Regions from separate parts of the Sander lucioperca genome. Here region 2 is linked to region 1. Evidence: chromatin contacts called from public Hi-C data. All regions are on one chromosome and are shown on one strand. The core of a region is the stretch at or near the end of the contact, and the rest is flanking DNA. Distances in the headings are between cores, read along the strand shown. Region 1 holds the start of angel2 (protein angel homolog 2). Region 2 holds the start of galnt14 (polypeptide N-acetylgalactosaminyltransferase 14).

Region 1 (5,913 bases), core at 1,307-3,806:
ATACTTTTTCATGACTTTTTGGCAAATTTCCATGACTATGTATTCCTGAAAATGTCAGTCGACATTATACAATAAGAATAAAAAGCTGTGTTAAAGTTTACCCTCACAGGTTTAACAATAAAATGAATGACAATGTATGTTGTTCATAGTGGGAGTCGTAATATCGCACCCCGAATAGAACGGTGAGGTTAACACGACGTGAAAATACATTTATTAATCACATATTATTACTAGGGCTGCAACGATTATTTTCATAGTCGATTAATCTGTTGATTATTTTCTCGATTAATCAATTAGTTGTTTGATCTATAAAAATGTCAAAACATGGTGAAAAATGTGGATCAGTGTTTCCCAAAGCCTAAGATGACGTCCTCAAATGTCTTGTTTTGTCCAAAACTCAAAGATATTCAGTTTACTGTCACAGAGGAGAGAAGAAACTAGAACATATTTACATTTAACAAGCTGGAATCAGAGAAATCTTTTTTTTTTTAATAAAAAAATGACTCAAACGATTAATCGATTATCAAAATAGTTGGCGATTAATTTAATAGTTGACAACTAATCGATTAATCGATTCATCGTTTGCACCTCTAATTATTATGCTGTGTTAAAAAAGAATTCCATGACTTTTCCAAAACTTTCTGGGTCTTTTTAATGTTTCCAAAACCTTTCCAGGCCGGGAATTTTGCATTTTTCAAATTCCATAACTTTTCCAGGTTTTTTCCAAACGTATGAACCGTGGGGGAGGCGATAAGAAGAAAGAGGTGTCAACATTTAGAGCTGAAACCAATAGAACTCTTTTAATGGTGTATCGACAGAAAATAAACCAGCAACACGTTTAAAAGGGAATAGTTTTTGGGCTTCATTTTAACTCTTATAATATCATACTAATACTTGGATATTTGATTGATTCCCGGTACTATTCAGTGTTCTTCGTTTGTGTACTGCTGCTACATTTCCTCCGGGGTTGAATAAAGGAGGGAAGGAGGAAGTACCGGTAAGTTAGTAAGTTAGTAAGTGTCTATATACATCTATTTATACGTTTAAAGTAAATATAAAAGTACGCAATGACGACAAAAGTAATGAAATAAAGCTAGGAGAGATGAGATAGAGAAACTACTGATAAGGAGGAATGAGGTTTTTCTTTCTTTTCAACTTGGTGTGACAGCAAAAGAGAAAACGTAGCAGAATTAACTGCTGACCAGAAGCTACGTTGGGTTAAACACGTTTTTTTTGTGTGTGTAATTTCAGAGAACTTTTACAAACATGTAGCTCACAACCAAAGAACCAAACGCCAATGACAAGACTGCGTTTAAATGCTGTTGTGTGTGTGTGAATGGTGGTTGTTTAAAAGTCAGTTTAACTTAGCTAGCTGTTTGGAGTCCCATTGAGTATGAGCACAGCTCAAATAATGCCATTATTTTGTAACCGTGACTAGCTAGCTCACGTTAACTTACTCTCCATGGGTGGAAGAAACATCGTTTATGTTTCGGCTTGGATGCATCTCCGTAAATTATTATCAGCGAACATAATCGATATGTCTATGGTTTCACCACTGACTTAAAAAAAACAAGAAGCAGAGTCGCCCAAATATGACGTGACCGTAAACCCGTGTTGCCTTCAAGAACTCCAACAAAGCTCGTGTTTTCCAACTTATACAGCAAAATAGTCCTTTACATGCGACTGGACGGGCTGAGCTTTTATACTATTTAAGGCTAAATAAATAATATCACGTTGTGATACTTGGAAAAAAAGAAGAACACGAAAAGCATACCAAGAATAACAGTTGTAGATAGAAACTGTTAAGCTAAAAAACTAAAGAAATACAACGACAATATTGGTTGGATTTTCCACTGGACTGCCTGCTAGTAACATAAACAAAAAAACAGCAAAATACTCGGTGACGACGTTTAATGATTTCACCACTTTATGGGCCATATGTAGAAAGTAATTCCAATTGTTCCGATAGCGGCTAAAAGCATCATTTCAGGCAGCTTTTTTCCCCCTCGCTGGAACTTGTAGTCGTTTCGCGACGTTTCCTAGCATCGAATGCTATGATGCGAATCAGTGAACGGACTACAGCCGCCCCGGTACGGCGGAAACAGTAGCCCCAATGGAAACGTAGCTCACAGCTACATCATTCGAGAGCATCCCGAAATCACTGAAATCCTCCGTTGTTACGGCCAAAATTCCGCAAAATGTTGAATTAGATTCAACCCGAGTGTGACTACATTTTTCTTCTTTTTTCAAGAAGAGCTGTCGAGAAAACTAGGATGACGAAATGAAAAGGTCATTGTTCTGTAACGCTAACGTTAACATTAGGCTACTTACGTGAAAAAAGAGCCTCTTCTTGAAGACAAAGGTGCCCTTACAAACGGGTCGAAAAGATAAAATGTCAGCTTCTAACGAGCGACATCTTCTGTTATTCCATATCGCTAAAGGAACGGATTTAATATGATTGATAAAGAGCAGTGGTGACTGAGAGGAACGGAGCTCTCTCTCTCTCTCTCTCTCTCGCTCTCTCTCGCTCTCTCTCTCTCTGCGGATCCTGCCCCTCGCTCACTTCAGTGTAATCATTTGCATGAAAGCAGCAAGATAACATCAACACGTCTTTTCTTCTTTTAGGCTTGTGGTGTAAAGCTCTATTGCTGTGCCGCTGAGATCTCTGATTATTCTGATGTAAACACCCATACATCCAGGGTTCAAAATTAACTTTTTCGTCCGCCAGCTAAATTGGCTAGTGAAGGTTCAAATTTCACCAGCCAATCAATAAGATTACCATTGTTTTTTTTGGCTGGTGAGTGAAGCAAACATACCAGCCATTTGTGTATTTTACCAGCATTTGGCTGGTAGATGGTGCAAATTTTGAACCCTGCATACATCCCCATCAAAAATAAAGGGAGTGCAAATAAGTTCCCAAGAACATTTAAAGTAGTCTACACTCCCTTCAGCCTCCTCTTTATGAGCAGAATGAAGTCAGAACAGTTCTTTTTAAATGTAACAATTTTTTTTTGCATCACAATCATTTATTTACAATAGGGGTTAGAATTTCATGTTTTAGTATGAAATAGTAAATAGTAATATATCATATTATGTGTAGCTGAAGTAATAGCAGTAGTAATATAAGTAAAATAGTAGTTTCATCAGTTAGTAGCAGTAATGGTATCAATAGATTAGAAAAGCTGTTGCCTGTCGCAGTGAAGCTATAGTACTGCAGCTGAGGTATTTGTAGTAAGCAGAGCAGTGGTGGTAGTACCTGTAGTTGTACAGTAGTAGTAATAGCATTGCAGGTAGAATGTTTTTACTCCAGTTGTGGTGTTAAAGTAACATGAACAAAAGTGGTAGTATATCTTATTACAACATAAAGAAACATTAAATATGCATTTCAACTTGTAGTTTATTGATTTGAAATGATATTTGGGTCTGTAAAATCTGCAGCGTTCAGTTTGCCAAACTTCTTCCTGCATGTGAACATCACAGCCATTTCAATGAAATATTAGAAACAGCCATTACAAAACCTTTATTCAGGAGTCAAACAGGATATCAGGGGATGATTTTAAACACACTATAGAAAGTGGGAAACAATTTGTAGAGAATATGTTTCCAAAATTAGAAATCCATCATTTGAAAAAGTGACTTGGACAATAATTGTTAGGGAAGTTTAGAGATGGTTACTTCAACAGTTGTAGGTCTAGTTAACTTGAGTTGCGTTTTGACTCTGTTGGAATTTGAAATGAAAAACTAAAGACTGTCACATGACTGGAGGGTCAAAGGTTTGATCTCCACAGCAGCTGCAGTCAGTCAACAACAACAACGACATGCACCAGTGTGCTCAGGAGTGAAATAATCTCAGCTATGTGTCCAAAACAAAGGTTTGGTTACTTTTAGCTTTCATCCAGATTCTGAAAAAGCATCCAGAGTGGACACTTCTACTGAAAATAAATCCTCCAAAGTTGCATTAGCAACCTGAATGAAGCTAATGAGCATCATAAGGGCATTTAGGGCGACTGAACAGTGGGCCTCATTCACCAACCGTTCTTAAGAAGAAATGTTTTCCTAAAGCCATAATTATTTTCATTATTTTGCAGAGCAGTATGGTCTTTTTGCAAAAAATTAACACTATACTAACTTCAATTCCCATATATTATGTTAATGTTGAATCATTGCATCCAATAATTAGTGATTGATTACGCTATTTATAGGACCAAAGTAGGACTTTACTGCTGCTGCAAGATGTTTACCCTGAGGGTGAGAATGAAATATGACGGCTCGTTTGCTGTTAACTTCCTGCAAGTGGTAGCCTGGTTGACACCAGATCCTTCTCAGTTGTAACAGAGTGGGTCTGGAGAAGGTTCATTCACAGCCCATTTCCAAAGGGGTGTCACCAACGGACGCCGCTCAAATGCCTCTGGGCGCAATTGGATAGTCCTTCAACCAATCAGACCAACGATCCGGGTGACGTGGCAGCGACAGCGGCATCAACAGGTTGCTGCGCTTCGGTGGCCGTCATGTTGAACGTAAACAAAAAGCTCCTCGCCGTCGCTGAGCTATCGTCATCGTGTAAAGCCCGCCTCATTGGTTGCCATTGGTGCCTCAATTTGGAAAAATTGGAAATGGGCTTGAATGGGCTTTTGGCCAGACTGACTTGCAGAGCAAATCTCAAATTTGCCAGAAGTTGGTCAGGGTTTTCCCAGGCTATGCAAGCGGTAGCTCCACTTAATAACTATTGACGTTTTTTTTTATTTTTTATTTTTTAATGTTTGGACTGCCTCTTTAGACTTTTGTATGAGCATTTTAAATTAATTCTCTCAACTTTTCTTGCAGTCTGGTGTCCTTTTATTGGGATTGGTGGGGCGTTTACCTGCTAATTAGTATTAACTGGCATGTGCTTTGAATGTTAAAGTAGAAAGGGATTCATATGTGAATGTAAGAAAAAAACTTTGGAAGATATTAGTGAAGGAGGCCCATTGTGAGTAAAGCTTTTCCTCCAGTTTGATAAAGTCAACGACTAAAACTTGTTACATGCATAGCAACACGGGGGGGAAGCAGCATCTTTGAGGCAACAGGAAACACTGAAATCAACTGATCGACCCCCAGAACAGCATGAGTGTGCTGCTCTATTTCTCATATCTTACTCCTCATTGTGCCTGTACACCTGTAGCCCTTTTGTTGCTGTGTTTATGCTTTTTTTCTGTTTCAAATTGCCTCCAAATATACTGTCTTCTCAGCCAGGGCCTGCTCTTCGGTCCTGGCTTTCTTCGTGTCTTTCCTTCTCATCCACGCTCCTCCTTTCTTCTTCTGCGATCAAACAGCCAAGGAAGCTATGGTATGCTAATGTTTTACTCGAAAACTATGATCACATAAACAACGAAATGTCCCCTTTGCAAACGCAAAAGCGGTAACATCTGGAACAGTTTTTCAGGTAACAGAATAGATAATATATAATTTTAAGAGCATTATTGAAATGATCACAAACAGTAATGAGTGAAGACTCCATCCAGACCTACTAATGTCTCTGATGATCTTTTGGTTCATCCTTTTACTCTTTTGGTGCAAAGCAATCTGGGGGTCTGTGCCACAAAGCAGGGTTACTACTGTAAGCTATCTTGAAACTTCTTCATTTTCCAGATTAGAGTTGATTATCCAGCTACTTTAAAACTCCCGCTTGGTGAGACAGGTCAGAGGTTCATCAGCTGGGTTGAAAAACGCGAGTAAATTGGGATTGTGTGCTGTTCATCAAGTTATATGACCACTGTACCGAGTTAATTCTTACAAGTTAGAGCAAGAAGACACTTCCCATTCATGTTTCAATTCACCTTAGAAAAAAGACAAAACTAAAACCAACATGTCCGCTTCTGAGACACTGAACTCTGGTGAGTTCCTAGTCGGGTCCCAAGAAAAACTGATTTATCA
Region 2 (5,913 bases), core at 1,883-4,382, 200 kb after region 1:
AAATGTCAATAATAAATGTCTCAATAACTTTTCATGTGCCCTTGACCATCAATTACAGCTTGACAACGACGTCTCATGCTGTCCACAAGTCGAGTTATTGTCTTAGGGCTGGGCGATAAATCGATTTTATCGATTAACTTGTATGTGTAGTTAACGTTGATTTGTTTAAAATCGTTTTTCTTCTTAACATCCGTTGACGCTCCCCTCTGGGCTCCCGTAGTTCCAAACTGGCTCAGCCCTCCCCCCCGCGCGTGCCATAGAGATAAACAAACAACATGGCAGTGACAGGGACTAACATTAGTTCTTTTCTTAACTTGTCGTTTCATTACTTACTTAACTGTAATCTCCGCTGAAATGACCGGCAGCTCGCGGTGCTCTGTACACGGCTCACAGTCACCTGTTCTCGGATAACTGAACCATGAGGAGCACCAAAGGCGGTGTTGATGAACTCTGGTGCGGCTCAGAACCCTAATCCTAAAACCAAGTCTTAACCCTCAAACAGCCCTTTAACCTTGTGGGGTCCAGCATTTTGGTCCCACAAAGCTGTCCGAACCCCACAAGTATACTGTATTCCCGGTTTTTGGACCCCACGAATATAGTTAAACAAGAACACACACACACACACACACACACACACACACACTTGTTCACCTATATAATGTAGTTCAGAATGACTCAAAAATAAAGCAATCAATTCTGATTCTGGTAGAAGTAAAGCCCCTTTCACACATGCACCGCAAACCTGAAGTTTTCTAGACATTACCCGGCCAACCTGAATGTGAGAACTCGAAAGTCCAAATCAGTTGGATCGGACATCAAGCAAACAGTCTTAACCAAGCCAGGTCCCTAAAGTCTGTGTAATCTCCGATAGAGCCCTAAGTGTGACAATTCTCAGAGAGCGATTGGGCGTGTTGATGACGTTTCTATCTGCTCGTGCAGAACTGGGGAAAAAAACCACATCCCAGGGTGAAGAAAAATTATGATTTCGACACCAACGAAAATGTATAACTGGAAAGACGAAAAGATTCGTGAACTTCTGGCGGTACGGACCGACGCCAAAGGAACGGCGAGAGACTCGGTTGTTTATGACCAAATTTCAAACTGGCTCCCTGACACGGTAATCTGCGTCATGTCCTGCCTTCTGCACGCTCTACCCAGGTCCAACCCCTTGCCTAACCATAGTGTTTCCAGTAAGTGAAAACTTGACACGGACAACCTCCTGTTGCGTTTTACATGTGTGCCAATGTCAGGACCTGATTCGTCAGACATTGTCAAAAGTTCATATGGGAAAACCTTAGAAGTTTCATTAGTCAAGCAGAACACGCTGCTAACCTTCAGGAGTGAGACCTCATATCCCTCTTTACAGAAACTCACCTCCTGTAGCATACAATAACATTCTTAGATGGGCTAACAATGTCTGTAGTTGAAAGGACTGACTTTCTAGATTTATGTCCAATATCCCTGTAAAGCATATAGTGTCTGTAATTTAAAGTAAGTGGCGTTTATATTACTATGATATTTGTATGTCCTCTCGTCTCTCATTATTTCCTACAGAAAAGTGTTTCTACAAGATGTGGCCTGTTCAAGGATTTGTGTGTGCTTGTCGTTCAATAAAACAAGGTATGAGAGGCAGGATCAATACAACTTATCCCACCAGCCCCAGTTAACATGCCGCAGGTCTTTTGCATAACAGACATCCTGCAGTGCACACTGGGGACAGACACCAAGCCGGGTCGAAAATGAACACAATTATCTTCACAAAGGAGCCACTGCAATCTGATCAGGTTTTATGATAATAGTCCCTGTAGGGGATGCATGTGTATATTATAGGAATAGCACTAAAAAGTATTATCTTACGAAATAAAAAAGTTGAGTATTACATCACTAAAGAGCCACTACAGATATTGTGGATTAAATATGAATATCCTGTGATGGCATACATGTAGGAGATAAATGCTCACTGATACCAAAGATAAAACTAAAAAGAAAATAAAAATTTAAAGTTACAACATAGCAGATTTTCTTTTAATTTACATTGGGAGCTGACAGAAGAAATACGAGGAGGAAATACTACATTACCTGACTAAGGTTCTTTTTTTCAGAAGGGAATGTACTTTTTAACTCTTCTGAATTAGTGGAAGATTGAGAACTCAGCTTCAAAAAAAAATATTCTAAAATAGGAACTCCTGCCATTTAAATTGCTTATCTGTGCCAATTAGTTGCACCTGAGCCAACAACAACAACTAAACATACATTAACTCGCCCATTAGTTACTTTCATTAAATGCATTTTACTGCCAATTTGTTTGATTTCACTCAATTTCAAATACAGGAGTTTTTTTTGTTGTGGTGTTGCTACATTTACTCAAGACTTGAATACTTTTTCCAGCATTGATGACACACTATCCATGAGGTTTAAGACTACACCTATCCCAGCCAAATTACAACTCTTTATAGGGATGCAAACCCATAAAACAACCACTAATGTCACTATAAACTCATCATTGATGCACTTCGGGATGTTATGGGTTTACTATAGGAGATACCGCTTGCAGTGTGACTGATGTTAACTCCACAGACACAGTGGAAGTCCCCACAGGGATATAATGGCATCTTTTCTTTCGCGCACACACAGTAGGAGAGGTGGTATCTCTACTTCACCTGGTTGGACGCTGTCTCTCCGCCTCCCGCTACTCCTCCTCCTCCACCCCCTACTCCGGTACCGAGCTCCGGCAGCCTCCTCCGGCTCAGCACCAGCAGGTAAACCAGCGCCCCCAGCCACACCAGCACCGCCACGGCCACCGCCAGCCTCCGACAGAGACGCTTCATTTTCCGGTCAGGAGGAGCCGGCGGCGCCCGCTGCCCGGCTGCTGTTAGAATCCCATTATATAGAAGCGAGAAAACAAATAAAAAAACAACCAGACTAAACCGGACAACCTCCACTAACTAACACACTGGTCGGCCCGTTCCCGCCGACGGTAAAACACTGACTACAGAGCGCGCTTTCCTTCACTCTCACTCTCTCTCTCACTCTCTCTCTCTCTCTCTCTCTCTCTCTCTCAACTCACAGAGGCTCGAGCGCTTCTCTGACACGCCTGACGGCCGTATGCGCGTGCGAGTGTGTGTCTGTGACACTGTGTTCCGCTGAGAGAGTCCTGGACCCTCCTGAAGGGTTGGATGGGAGAGCGTGGAGCTCCACCTGCCGACACCCACAACTACTCCACTAAAGTAGAACAGAATAGATCGGCAGAAAATCACCGACGGAGGAAACAGAAGACAATTCAGTTCAAATAACTATCTATTTTGTCCCCGATTGAGGGACAATTAGACAAAAGCTAATCAACAGAGAGTTAAAACTGACTATGGATTAATAATTTGTGCCATTTTTATTTATTTATATATATATATATATATATATATATTTTTTAAACATGCCAATAATCGTTTTCAAATCTTTGGGCATAGGCTCCACAAGCAAGTGAATGGACACTATCCTCATTTGTTTTCTATTGTACACTGTGTACAGATTTCTTTGGACTGTTGGTCAGACAAAGCAAGTAAACGGAATCTTACTTTCTTGACCAAAATGATTAATCAAGAAAATAATGCGCAGATGACTGAGAAATGGAAATATGTATTAATTGCAGCCTATGACAAAAGGCAAAAATAAGAGTAAAAGTGAAATATCTTATCTCTGTAGACTAAAAAAGGACCCCAAAGAAAAAACCCAGAACAGTTCAGATTTATTCTGTACATGCCTGTCTCTCTAAGATCACTGTTGTTATTTGATTTTAACCAAATTCTAAATTAACGTAGGCCATACATTTAGATCAAAGACATGTAACATTAAATACAGAGGGATGGGCGGAAAAAAAGACTGGAAAAAGAAGAAGAATGCACAAAAAACAAATCAGTGATCAAGTGTGGGTCAATATAGCACACATGTATTATTATTATTATTTAATTTATTTTATGTTATTGTATTATTAATATTGGGGTACTGGATCAAAACTACCCATGTACCCGGCTGAAATCAACCCAGTATTGCCATTGATTTTCTGTGTGTAGACTGAGGAGAAAAGCTAAATAAATATACCTAGGAGAAAGAGAGGAGAGAAAAGATGGAGAGAGGAACGGAGAAGAAAACAGGGGTGGGATAGGAAGAGGAGGAGAGGAAAGATCTTTTTCTGTTGCAGTGCAGTGTTTCTGTCACATGAACAAACAAGTTGACAAGAAGAAAACACATTTGATCTCAATAAATTATCAGACACACCACTGGTTCCATCTCATTTTTCGTTATTCATTAAATATGTGGATCCAAAATAAAAATGATCCTCATTAGAAAGGTGAATTCGAGTTGAAATATCTTTACAGTCTTAGCTCGCCATCTAGTGTTTCAGCAGAGTAACTGTCCTTTTCTCTGTCTAAAACGGAGGTACTTTATTGATCCCAAATGTGGAAATTCTGGTGTCACTGACATCAATTTTACACATTCGCATGTACACGTGCATTGTTGTTTTAAGTGCAAACTGAAAAACGCCAAAGGCAGTACCGGTAATTACAAAAATGCACACAAGCAATGAAAACACCCTTTGATACAGACACTGGAGGGGTTGACACAGAATGTATGTTAACACCTCCAGCATTGATACATGGTGAGTGACTTGAGATTGTTGACAGCTTTACACGTTTAAATTGTTCAAACCATAATTAACATTCACGTCAGCCTCCTAGTTGGATGGCAGAGATCAGGAATTTCTGACAGTGACGTTATCTTGGTAAAAGATGAACTACAGAAGTGTCAGACCTGTGGCAAAAAGACTGCAAATATCTAATATTACCTCCTATTCAATCAATTCAGCTGATCTAAAAGGAGCTATACAATGTTTGCATCTGGTTTCACGTATATATATATATATATATATATAGAGTAGGTCATTGATTTAAATGATGGCTAGCAGTGAGGTTAACCCTCTTGGAATACTGCACACAGATCTTTTGAATCTGCCCACAGTGCAGGCAGCTCCTTCAACTTAATGGCTTGGTTTCTACTCTGATATGTACTGTCAAATGTGAGACCTAATAAAGACAAGTGTGTGTCCCTTTTCAAATCATGTCCAATCAAATTTACCCCAAGTGGACTCCAATCAAGGTGTAGAAACATCTCAAAGATGATGAAGAAAAATGGGCGGTACCTAAGCAAAATACTTTCATAACAAAAAGTCTGAATACTTCGGTCAACGTAATATTTCAGTGTTTTCTTTTTTAATAAACTTGCAAAACATTCTAAAATCCTCTATTGGTCTTGTCATTATGAGGTACTGAGTGTAGATTGATGAGACATTTTTGGCATAATGCTGCAACATAAAATATACTTTCTGAATGAAGTGCAGTTCCCTGTACCTTTTTAGGTGACTTCCTCTTGTGTTTGAGTTCATCAGCATTGAAGATTATCGGAGAAGCAGCCAGCAGAGCACTGAGCAAGAAGATGGAGATGTGGGGCTGAATCCCAGCAGCAACAAAGAATAAAAGTAACAGAGAAAAAAAATAGTGCATGCATTTAAATCAAATTTAAAAACATAGGTAAGTCCAAAAAACATGACTCTACAACTACAAATGTACATACACAACGGTAACAATCATGCTCGGCCCCGTTTTGGTTCTGTTTCCAAAGCCCAATGGTTAGCAGTGGTGTAAGAAGTATTCTGAGCTACTTTAAAGTAAAAGTAGCAATAGCACAAATACTCTACTAAAAGTAAGCATTTAAAACCTTAAAAAGTAAAGTATTATCAGCTAAATGTGTAAACGTTAAGTAGGCTAGCCTATAATAGCTTATAACATTGTGACATAACGGTGGTTTAGCTTATTTAAAAGAAAATTCATCTTATTTTACTAAAACACGTCTTTTTATATA

Evidence for each region. Hi-C and Micro-C count contacts between places; a contact is called where the count stands out from the background.
Region 2: a Hi-C map of liver shows a contact between it and region 1, with 5 times the contacts expected there. The contact joins the promoter of galnt14 here to the promoter of angel2 in region 1. A contact is called at or near these places in 2 of 2 Hi-C or Micro-C datasets (liver and muscle).

What each region holds. Positions count from the first base shown.
Region 1 is chr19:14,329,203-14,335,115 of SLUC_FBN_1.2, forward strand. It overlaps angel2 (protein angel homolog 2), which reads right to left and starts at 2,557. Exons shown (of 9, transcript XM_031308300.2): 1 at 2,332-2,557. galnt14 (polypeptide N-acetylgalactosaminyltransferase 14) reads right to left here. Exons shown (of 16, transcript XR_004106500.2): 15 at 5,708-5,913; 16 at 4,757-5,570.
Region 2 is chr19:14,525,775-14,531,687 of SLUC_FBN_1.2, forward strand. It overlaps galnt14 (polypeptide N-acetylgalactosaminyltransferase 14), which reads right to left and starts at 3,133. Exons shown (of 16, transcript XR_004106500.2): 1 at 2,661-3,133.